Linked DNA regions of Gossypium arboreum: regions 1 and 2 are each linked to region 3. The links are chromatin contacts, called in public Hi-C maps. All regions are on one chromosome and are shown on one strand. Each heading gives the region's core, a stretch centred on a gene start, on an enhancer-like site or on the middle of the called end of the contact. The rest is flanking DNA. Distances are from core to core; before and after follow the strand shown.

Region 1 (3,575 bases), core at 18-2,517, 290 kb before region 3:
ATCTTTTCCAAGTATTCATTACAATCGAGTATCTTCCCCTGTACTTACACAACCCAGTAATGAACATCATCACTTTATTATCAAATCTGGAAAATTTTTCAGTAAATGCCTTTAAAAGATTTAAGTTTCTACTGTATATCAATCATTTGTTGAAATTTTTAGTAACAATATAAGCTCAGAGTGATTTTGTTCGAGTTCAAGATCCCTAAGAAAATTTAAAAAAAAAAAAAGAACTTTTAAAAGATATGAACTTTCCTATACAAAAAAAAAAAAAACACCCTTCTTTATACATCTAAACAGAATAAACACCAAAAAGAACCTTTAAATTTGAAGTTAGAATTATCAATCACTTCCTAATATTTTAAGCTAAAACGGGCTTAGTTTCAGATCCTAACTGTTGTTATGGTTTAAAAATAATTAAATTACCATAAATAAAAGAACTTGATAACAATTTGATGGAGTTTCCAATAAAAATCTTGATTTAGATGATATATTTACTCGAAGTTTCCAAAAACAAACGAACCTCTTTTAGTCATGGTTCCTTTTTTTTTTATATCTAAACTTGGAAACTACTCAACAAAAATCTGAAAGAAAATTCAAACGAAAATATAAGATTATAAAAGTTAATATATAGTAATAGGGAGATGCACCTTGGAGAAGAAGAGCGGTCAAAGTCACCGGTCCATCCCATAAACGAAGAACTGTCGCGGTTTCGGTTCGCGATTGCGAGTAGACTTAACACGACGCAACCGCAGAGAAGGATCTTGATCTTTGCCGATCCAAGCGTCCCGATCCCAACTTGACGCAACTTGAAAACCGATCGACGGCTAATAGGTAAACCGCCCCTCATCGTCTTCTATCACTCTAATTCCTCAATCTCCCCCCTTTCCCTTTTTCCTTATAAGAAGACTGAGTCGATCTGAAGTCTGAACTCGAGGGATGTGACGTTGAATGGAGCCCGAGTCACGAAACTGAAAATTTCATCCGCCGCTTGTTGAATTGCTATTTATATGATTCGGCTCCGGTGCGGTGAGAGGGAAGTAGATTTGTCGCCGGTGAGGAAGAACCGGTGAAGGGAAAAGGGTGGGGAGAGTTATAGGGTGTGGTTATGTGTATGAGGTTAAGGAGGTAGAGTCCCATAAGATGGATGCTAGGGTAACGCGCGGAGGGATATTATTGGCTGAAACTGAGATGTTGATGTGCTCGTGGTTTTTTATTGCCCATTGCAATGTACGTTCGGGGTTCGTTCCTTTTTAAGAATTCTCAGATCAGGATAGAAGAAAAGATACGTTGATGTGAAAGGAAGTATTGAGAACCGTTGGATTAAAATGGTTCATGACAGTTACTGAGGTTGACCCTTAGCCGACAAGATATTTTATAATTAGGACTTATTCAAATTTATTTGATTTGTTCCAGTAAAATATTTTTAAAAATTCTTCAAACAGCAACACGCTTATGACCACTTCGACGTTAGACCATAAATCAATAAATATAAAAATAATTTTAAAAGAAAATAACTTTATTCTTTTTCTTGTTCATTTGCTTATCCTTATCCGAGGGATTTTTACGATAATAATATAAAAAAAAATTAAAATAGGATGTCCTTAAAATTAAATACGAAAATAGATTATTGCAAGTGATGAAGGGTGGTGCATAGGCGGCATCACCCTCAAATCTAAATATTTTTGATAGATTTGCATGTTAAAAAAAAAAAGAATAGGACGAAAAAAATAATAATAAAATAAGGGTGGAGGGTACCCCACAGGCGGCAACGCTCACTCTTCTGCACCGACGGGACTCCTCACTGCCACCGACGGGACTGCTCTGAGCCACTTCTTTTGTTTTATTATGTGTTTGAGGACCTTAAAATAGTCCCCAATTTCTTTGTGTGCCTGAGTGAAGAAGAAGAAGAAAGGGGGAAGGAGAAGAAGAAGGAAGAGGCAACATTGGTGAGGGAAGAAAAAAGAAAAAGAAAAAGAGAAAGAAAAAGAGAAGGAGAAGAAGAAGAGGAGGGAGGGAAGGAAAAAAAAAGTAATATTTTTTAAAGAAATAATTTTAATTGTTAATTTAAGGAAATAAATGATTTATATTAATTGTTAATGTTATTATTGTTGATTGATTTTGATTTAATTTTTAAATTTAATTTTTGTAAGGTATATTTTGGATAAAAGAGATATTAATGTATGTTTGTATTTATTTTATTTTTATATATATTCTTAATTTATTTTTAATTTTCATTGAAGTAAAAATCCTATCTATGTTATGTACAAAAATATTTTTTATTATTTTATTTAATTTATTTGGTAAGTGTGTTTTAGGTTAATTAGATATATTTTTATTAATTTTATTTGGCATGTTATATTTTGATTTTTTATGTGATGAGTTTTTTACAAAAATAGTATAAAAATATTAAAAGAATAACTTAATAGTATATTTTAAAAATATATTTTAAAAATCTAAAAATAAAATAAAAAAGGTCAAAATCAGAGTTTTTACTAAATTAATATAAATATACTAAAATAATACATATGAAACATTATGTACTAAAATAATAAAAAATAAAATACGAAAATAGTATATTTTGAAAAATAAAATTAAAATAAAATAAAAACAAACGGCCAAAATTAGAATTTTTACTAAATTAATATAAAAAAACTAAAATAATACATTTGAAACATTATGTACTAAAATAATATAAAAAAATAAAATACGAAAATAGTATATTTTAAAAATAAAATCCGAAAACAAAATAAAAAAGACCAAAATCACAGATTTTTACTAAATTAATATAAAAACTAAAATAATACATGAAACATTATGTACTAAAATAATATAAAAATACGAAAATAATATATCTTAAAAATAAAATCCGAAAATAAAAATAAAAGGGCCAAAATCAGAGTTTTTTCTAAATTAATATAAAAAACTAAAGTAATACATGAAACATTATGTACTAAAATAATATAAAAAACAAAATACGAAAATAATAAATTTTAAAAATAAAATCTGAAAATAAAAATAAAAAAGGCCAAAATCAGAGCTTTTTCTAAATTAATATAAAAACTAAAATAATACATTTGAAACATTATGTACTAAAATAATATAAAAGAATAAAATACGAAAATAGTATATTTTAAAAATAAAATCCGAAAATAAAATAAATAAAACGGCCAAAATCATAGATTTTACTAAATTAATATAAAAAACTAAAATAATACATGAAACATTATGTTCTAAAATAATATAAAAAATAAAATACGAAAATAGTATATTTTAAAAATAAAATCCGAAAATAAAAAATAAAAAGGGCCAAAATCAGAGTTTTTTTCTAAATTAATATAAAAATTAAAATAATATATTTGATACATTATGTACTAAAATAATATAAAAAATAAAATACGAAAATAGTATATTTTAAAAATAAAATCCGAAAATAAAATAAAAATAAACGGCCAAAATCGAGTTTTTATTAAATTAATATAAAAAACTAAAATAATACATTTGAAACATTATGTACTAAAATAATATAAAAAATAAAATACGAAAATAGTATATTTTAAAAAGTAAAATTCAAA
Region 2 (3,578 bases), core at 36-2,535, 320 kb after region 3:
AACACTTTGAACCATTATCCAACAAAAAAAAAGGAGCAAATCAACACTAATTTGAACAAAAATAAAAGAAACCAGTTTCCACATTCCAAAAAGATTATCAACAGATCCCTAAAATAAGCTACCAATTTCATTAACTACTCTATCATCACTTATATTATATAAAACCAACAAAGTTAAGCCAAACCCATTTCCAGTAAAAGCAAAAGAAAAGGGTAAACAATTTCATATTCCAAGAAAAACAAGCAAAATACATACCCCACTGGCAATGATAACCCCAGCAACAACAGGAACAAGGGTAAGATAAGTAAGCCATGCCTCCCTCTTTAATGTCATCAAGTAAGCAAATACCGCCGTAAAAAATGGCGTCGTAGCACCAACAGCCTGATTAAAGCTAACCGGAAGGAACCTCAAAGAAATATTCCCAAACACCACCGACACACAAAATACCAAACTCAACGCCGAAATCTTGAAGAATTGGACCCTAGATCGAATGGTCTGCATGGGGACCATCTTCATCCATGCAATTGCGATGTAGCTTAACAATGAACAAGCTGTCATGTGACACATGGTTAAGAAGATGGGGTATCTGAAACCATAATTGCTTAGTAAATATTTGTTTAACAACAATACACCAATGTTGGAGGAGTACCAGGCTGTTACTAGCCCGATTGTGAACAATTTGGAGTTGGTTTTCATGGTCTTCTTTGGTGTTTTGAAGATCTGGGTATCTGGGATTAAAAAAAGGAGAAAGAAAACGGGATTAACTTGAAATCTGTTAAACAATGGGTCTTTTTCTTGGAAACAAAGGGATTTTTTTTTATTTTTTATTTTTTATTTTGGAATGATGGGATTGAATTAGCTTCTATGGATTTAATTGAAGTTTCTCTTTAGAAAATCAAGGATCCCCATTTCCAAAATGGCAGAAAATCTAGAAATGTTACCTTAAAAAAGAGTTTTTATTTTTTTTAAAAAGAAAGCTTTTCAGTTTTGAGGAACACCAAATGGAAAGAATGTGGCTCTCTCTACAGATTTTTCTGAAGAAAGGACTAAAGAGAGAGGAAGAAATGGGATATAAAAGCTTGTGTGTTTCTGTGTTTCTTTTTGAATTTTTCCTAATGTTATTTATTTAGGGCCTTATGGAAGAGGACAAGGTGGGTTTACCAATTAATTAATTGAGACTCATTAGTTTATTCGTTTGGGTTTATTAGAAATATGTTAGCTCAATTTTAGATACAAAATTCAATAGAAATGAATTGTTTCTTTCTTTTAATTAAGAGTGAAGAGTTTAGCAAAAAATTATCATTTTAATAAATAAAGAAAATCAAAGTAATTTTATAAAGATTCCCCTCTGAGTCGAGCTCGATTAGCCCCTAGCTAAAAACCTAGCAGAAGACCAAAGATGACAATAGATTCCCAAAAAATGAATGATTATCCAAAATCTTCAAATTTAAGTAAAAATCCTTGAGAAAAGAAAATATGTGTAAACAAAATGCTAATTGTCTTATTTCATACACCATCCTAAACAAACCAAAAATAAACACCAAACATGTTGAATAAGTTTATCAGAACAAAGTGAAAAGGCAGAGTCACTCAAGTAGTCAATCACAAGCCGTCCGGCATCGAGACAGCTGCAAACAAAGAAGAAAATGCAAAATTAGGAGATAGTAAACAAGCATTAGTAGCTACAATAGTATGTCACAAGGACGATTTATCACACTCTAAAACGAGATTAATATCACTATATAAACAATTTGAACAAATGTTTTAAGGCGAGGTGCAAGGATCTAGACAAGAATTAGGCTAAAAGATGACAGATTGTGTCAACCATAGCAATGATCAAACGTTTGAATAATTACAGATGTAGTCATTATAAAAGTTGCAGTTGTTCACATGCCTAGACTTCAACACAAATTCACAGCAAAAATTGTAACAGACACACAAAAAGGACATAACAATGAATACAGAAGGCAATTAATGTACAAAAATTAGCTTGTCCGTCAAGCAGCTAATCTTCAAACAGAAAGTTGCAATCATTAAACTGAAGAAGATTCATCACATACAAACAAACAAATCCCGGTTCAACCAAAGAAAGTGGCAAACTCGTAAATCCACAAAACAAATAAGATAGAACATAAACTGTGAAGCCAAGATTACCTTAGATATTGCTAGGGTACATGAAGACTCTGACTAGATCTCCCTGCAATGGAAACAAAAAGATGAAGTAAGATCTAAAACACATTGTTGAGAAATCCATTAAATAATAACAATGTAACACGCTCACCATAGATTTTGGGGGAAGGTTAGACTTGAACTTAGCACGAACAACACCACTGTTACCATGAGGTCTAGTGACCTTTCCCCAAATGCAGCGATAGTGTGAGCCATTCTTCTTCACCTTAGCTTTGTATATATAAGCCATGCGCTTTCCTGCATACCAAGCTACTTCCTCCTTGGTGTTAACTCGCTCAATCTGGATCAAAGAAGTATTTGGGTACTGGTTCGACTTCGACCTAACCACACCACCACCATCAAACAAATAATAAGCTTAAATCCCAAACATAAAATATAACAGCCCCCAAAATCAATGTCTAGTTCTTCAACTCAGAACATCTAAAAAAACACAACTCCAAACCCTCATTCTAAAACCTAGAAATTCAATCACCCTTTATTACCCAAACACTGATTTTAGTTCGAAAATGAAGCACTACCCAGCACCTATAGTCAATAAAAAACCTACTTCAGCAAAAAAACAAAAAGTAACTAATTTTTTGTTTCCTTCACTCAATTTCATAACAAACAAACAATACAGTTAAAACTTCAACTTTATTTTCCATTTAACAGATTAAATCAGCTAAATTTAATCCTACATTTAACTAAATATTCAATTTCCGTAAAAAGAGTTTCCTCTAATTCCTAAAACTAAAAGCCCAGCTTTAAACCAACAACAATAAAACAGTTAATTTTTTTTGGAAAAGTCTTACTACCTTTTGTAACCCAAGATTGTTCCTCTTACATAGAGTCTGCCAAAAAAAAAAGTGAGTGAGTAAAATCCAAAAGCTATATTCCGTACGTCAAACTGGGAAAATTGATAGTAAAAAGGAGGTAGGTTCAGAACGAAGAACAAGTGAAGAGATCAAAGGTTACCTGACACGCTCTCCTTGGCGTCCCTTCACCATTTCCTCCCGATTTGGACGCTGAAGCTTATTCCTTTCGAATCCTGAAAAAGGTCTAAAACCCTAATAAGATTTCCGATTTGGGGGAAATTTATATAGAGCGGCTGTAAGTTTTTAGAAATGAAGGAAATTATGAAATGAAGTTGGGCCAGTTGTCTTTTAATTCAAAGGCCTAAAAATCGAAGGTATCTGTTCATGGGCCAAGGCCTCTTGTTTACATGTTTAGATTTCTAACTATTTATCGTGGAATAGATTTTGGTTACATTATAAAATTAATAACTGTGACATTCCACACTCGACTCGAACAATGTATTTAATAGCAAGATGTTATTTTAGGTTAACAAAGTAACTCAAACACCATCCAATCATTAAATGAGTTGAAAATTTAAGTTTTAAAATTATGAA
Region 3 (3,557 bases), core at 864-3,363:
ATATAGCGTATGTGAGTCTAGCTATACATGCCATATTTATGAACTGCGATAGTGTGAGGAATCCTGACAATGAAAATGTATTTTTATATAGTAAATAGATTCCGAACGAGCGGTAGCTGACGATGTTGAAACTAATGTGCCTACTCCCGCGCAAGAGAGAGCGCGATCCGATTCTAGACCGGCTACGAGTAGCCATGATGGAGAGGCTAGACAAGCTTTCTATCAAATGATGAATCATGCTCATCTACAGAAAGCCAAGTAAGAGAAAAGGAAAGAAGAAATTACAAGGTATTGGCGAAATGAATATCAGCTTCAAGAGTCTTAAGAAAATTCTTTAACGATTTCCTCATCTCTCATGTCTCACATTTGTTTTTCTTGCTCAAAAACTTTGTAACTGATTTAGAGCTCAAAATCCAAAATCCAAAACCCAACTACCCATTTACCACAAACAATAAATCCCAACCTAAAATTGAAATCCCTTGCTATTAAGACAAGCAACTTAAAATCTCTTGCAATAAACAGAAATGCCCATAAAAACCAACTGCAATTTGAAAACAACAAGCTTAGATTTCTAACCTAAATTGCCCTAAAACAATCGGATCAACCAATTGACAATTTTTTTTTCGAAAACTCAATTTTTTTCACAGCTCCCTACTAGAGAATACAAGCAAAAAAGCAAAGAGATGAAATTCTCACAATGGAAGTGAGATTGATGGGAATAATAACCTTACTCGTCTAAACTTTGGGAAAGTTTTTGACAATTTCAATGATCGTCATGGGATGAGAATAACCGAACATGAATGAGGAGACAGGGTTGGGGGTGTGGTGGCTTGAGATGTTTGATGAGGGAGAGTGGTACAGGGCAAGAATGGGAAGTTATGTTTTTTTCTTTATTCGGTGGTGGTTGTGTAGTCCTATTCTTTGGGTTTGGTGGGGAATGGCCATTACGGGAGAAGGTAGAATGGGTAATGAATGAGATTTCGTCGAATGAAGGATTCGGTGAATCAAATTAATGAATAATTGTTTATCACTGAATTAACCAGGAATTGATTGGTTATTCATGCCAACCAAACGTAGTGTTAATTACTTGGAATTATAGTTGGATTTGGAAGAAATTCTTACAAAAGCATGATGTTGCATAAAAAAATTGTGTTCCGGAATGGTGTTGTGTGGAGATTCCCTAGTGACAAATATATTGCGGCTAAAGTTTGAGGAGAAAATATGAGTATGTTAAGAACTTGTGGAATAGGACAAAATTGGTTTTGTGGTTCCCAGTTCATATTTGAAAGCATTCATTTCTTAATTTGGATGGTCATTCGTGACAGACTACATACCAAAGGCACGCGCATTAATGGAATGTGCCATGTGGAACAAGAAACCAAAAGCCACATTTTCTTTGGGTGTCCTTTTCTAAGGAGATATGAAATGAAGTATTACTCCTATCCTATGCCACATGGGAAGAGAAGTGGGAAACTAGCAGCATGAGCTTGTATAAGATGTAACTAGATTGAAAGCAAAGGCGTTACTTTAAGACTAACATGAAATGCATATGAAAAGAGCAAAACAGGGTACCTGATAGCTTGTATAGGATATTTGCGAGCTGTTGGTCCAAAGTTGGGAGATTAAATTGTAAGCAAATAGGGCAACTGATATCTTGTCTAGATCAACCAAGAAGAACCCCATTGGCTTTTACTCTTTCAGTCAGGAAATGGTTTTGGTTCTACTACAAGAGAGCTTAGGGATAAACATTAACTGTACTGGTTAATTCCTTGGGTTTCTCCCACCTTCTTTCTTTTTTACCCAAAAAAAAAAAAAAGGAAAAGCATGAAATAGCAGCTGCTTTTAATAAACATTTTTTACGAAAAAAAAATTAATTGAAAATTAAGAAAGGCCACAAGGATGACAACTGCTGGGTGCAGAATATAATTAATAATTAAATTTAATCAGATTAAAAAAGTAGTGGAATAATTCAACAATTAGAAAGACTGAGATGTACCACATCACATTAATACTTCCAATACTGACGCAACCAATCAAAAATTATTAAATTTATTTTTCAGTCTCCACTAATTGGTTGCAATACTATTTTCTTTTGTATTTTTAATATATATATATATTTAATTTAGAGCAGCTGAATTGTCTGGTCTGATCCTATAATTATATTTTTCACTTGGATCTTCTTTTCTGATGAATCTCGGCCGTCCATTTCGACCCTCCTTTATCTACTGAAACTTTTTCTCAGCTCTTTTCTCTTCGCTTTTCTGTGTGCTCAATCAACAATCTCTTCTTCCCCATGCCTTCTCGACCCGATCCTTATCTGACCCGATTCGTTTTATCGCCGGTTGAGTTCCGTTTCGTTTCGGATCCTACCGCCTTTTCTTTTATGAAAAAATAAAACAGAGCTCCGAAAAAAAAGTGTTTTACTTTCTTTAATCAGATCGATCCATTCTTTTTTGTCTGTTTTGGGTTAAAAAACCGTTTTGATTTTAATTTCCCTTTAAAAAAGATCAGTTTTGATTTATTAGATGGAGGAAAATGGTAATAAGTTGCACAAAACGATGACGTCACAACCCGGTATGTCCGATGTCGTATTAGGCTGCGTGATGCCGTACATCGACGACCCGAAAGACCGCGACGCCGTATCTCTAGTTTGCAGGCGGTGGTACGAGCTCGACGCGCTGACTCGTAAGCACATAACGATCGCGCTTTGTTACACGACGAGTCCCGATCGGTTGAGGCGACGGTTCCGTCACTTGGAATCCTTGAAATTGAAAGGGAAGCCTCGGGCTGCGATGTTTAATTTGATACCTGAAGATTGGGGTGGGTACGTTACGCCGTGGGTGAATGAAATAGCGGAGAATTTCAATTGCTTGAAAGCCGTCCATTTCAGAAGAATGATTGTTAAAGATTCGGATCTGGAAGTTTTGGCTAGGTCTAGAGGGAAGGTTTTGCAGGTTTTGAAGCTTGATAAATGCTCTGGTTTTTCTACTGATGGTCTTTTGCACGTTGGCCGTTTGTGCCGGTAACTTTTTCTTCCTTTCTTAATTCTTGTGCAACTATGGGTTCTTGTTTCTTTGTGAAATTAGTCAAGCTTAGGCTTAAGTCCGATGAAATTCGTTCTTTAATTCATTGTTGAAAGTTCTTTTAGTTCGAGCATCTGCTGAAAGAAATGATCAAATATGGATTGAACTCAGTGGGATCGAGTAAAGAGGACTGATTTAGTAAGTTCCAACTACTTGGGGGTTAAACCTTATCTTAGTTTTCTTGAGTTTGGTTGAGTTGAATTGTAGGAATATTTCGATTAGTGTTTATTGGAAGTGGTTATGTTTAATGAAACATGTATTCAATCCCAATTACTTCTATTTGTAACTGTTTAGTTCAAGCGTTTGAAGTCGAGGAAAATCTTTCTTCTCCTCAGCTTGTAAGCATCGTTTACAGATGTGGTTGTTGCTGCGTTTGTTTGAATGTGGAACTGATGGAAAATCAATCTGAACGATGAAACATTTTGATTGCATAGATGGGAAAGTTCCATGAAACTGTATGCGGTCATTTTGAAT

Evidence for each region. Hi-C and Micro-C count contacts between places; a contact is called where the count stands out from the background.
Region 1: a contact with region 3 is called in a Hi-C map of leaf, with 3 times the contacts expected there. The contact joins the promoter of LOC108460436 here to the promoter of LOC108460555 in region 3. A contact is called at or near these places in 2 of 5 Hi-C or Micro-C datasets (both in leaf).
Region 2: a Hi-C map of leaf shows a contact between it and region 3, with 3 times the contacts expected there. The contact joins the promoter of LOC108460674 here to the promoter of LOC108460555 in region 3. A contact is called at or near these places in 2 of 5 Hi-C or Micro-C datasets (both in leaf).

What each region holds. Positions count from the first base shown.
Region 1 is chr4:16,870,054-16,873,628 of ASM2569848v2, reverse strand. It overlaps LOC108460436 (glycosylinositol phosphorylceramide mannosyl transferase 1), which reads right to left and starts at 1,267. Exons shown (of 5, transcript XM_017759929.2): 1 at 651-1,267; 2 at 1-38. The coding sequence starts at 850. All of the region lies in intron 1 of LOC128291761 (a long non-coding RNA gene), which reads left to right.
Region 2 is chr4:16,260,254-16,263,831 of ASM2569848v2, reverse strand. It overlaps LOC108460674 (probable sugar phosphate/phosphate translocator At3g11320), which reads right to left and starts at 1,285. Exons shown (of 5, transcript XM_053027029.1): 1 at 942-1,285; 2 at 256-728. The coding sequence starts at 696. LOC108460676 (60S ribosomal protein L35a-1-like) reads right to left here and starts at 3,313. Exons shown (of 5, transcript XM_017760263.2): 1 at 3,145-3,313; 2 at 2,985-3,020; 3 at 2,282-2,510; 4 at 2,155-2,197; 5 at 1,411-1,628. The coding sequence starts at 3,176. The coding sequence ends at 2,156.
Region 3 is chr4:16,584,406-16,587,962 of ASM2569848v2, reverse strand. LOC108460555 (coronatine-insensitive protein 1-like) reads left to right here and starts at 2,113. Exons shown (of 3, transcript XM_017760081.2): 1 at 2,113-3,022. The coding sequence starts at 2,526.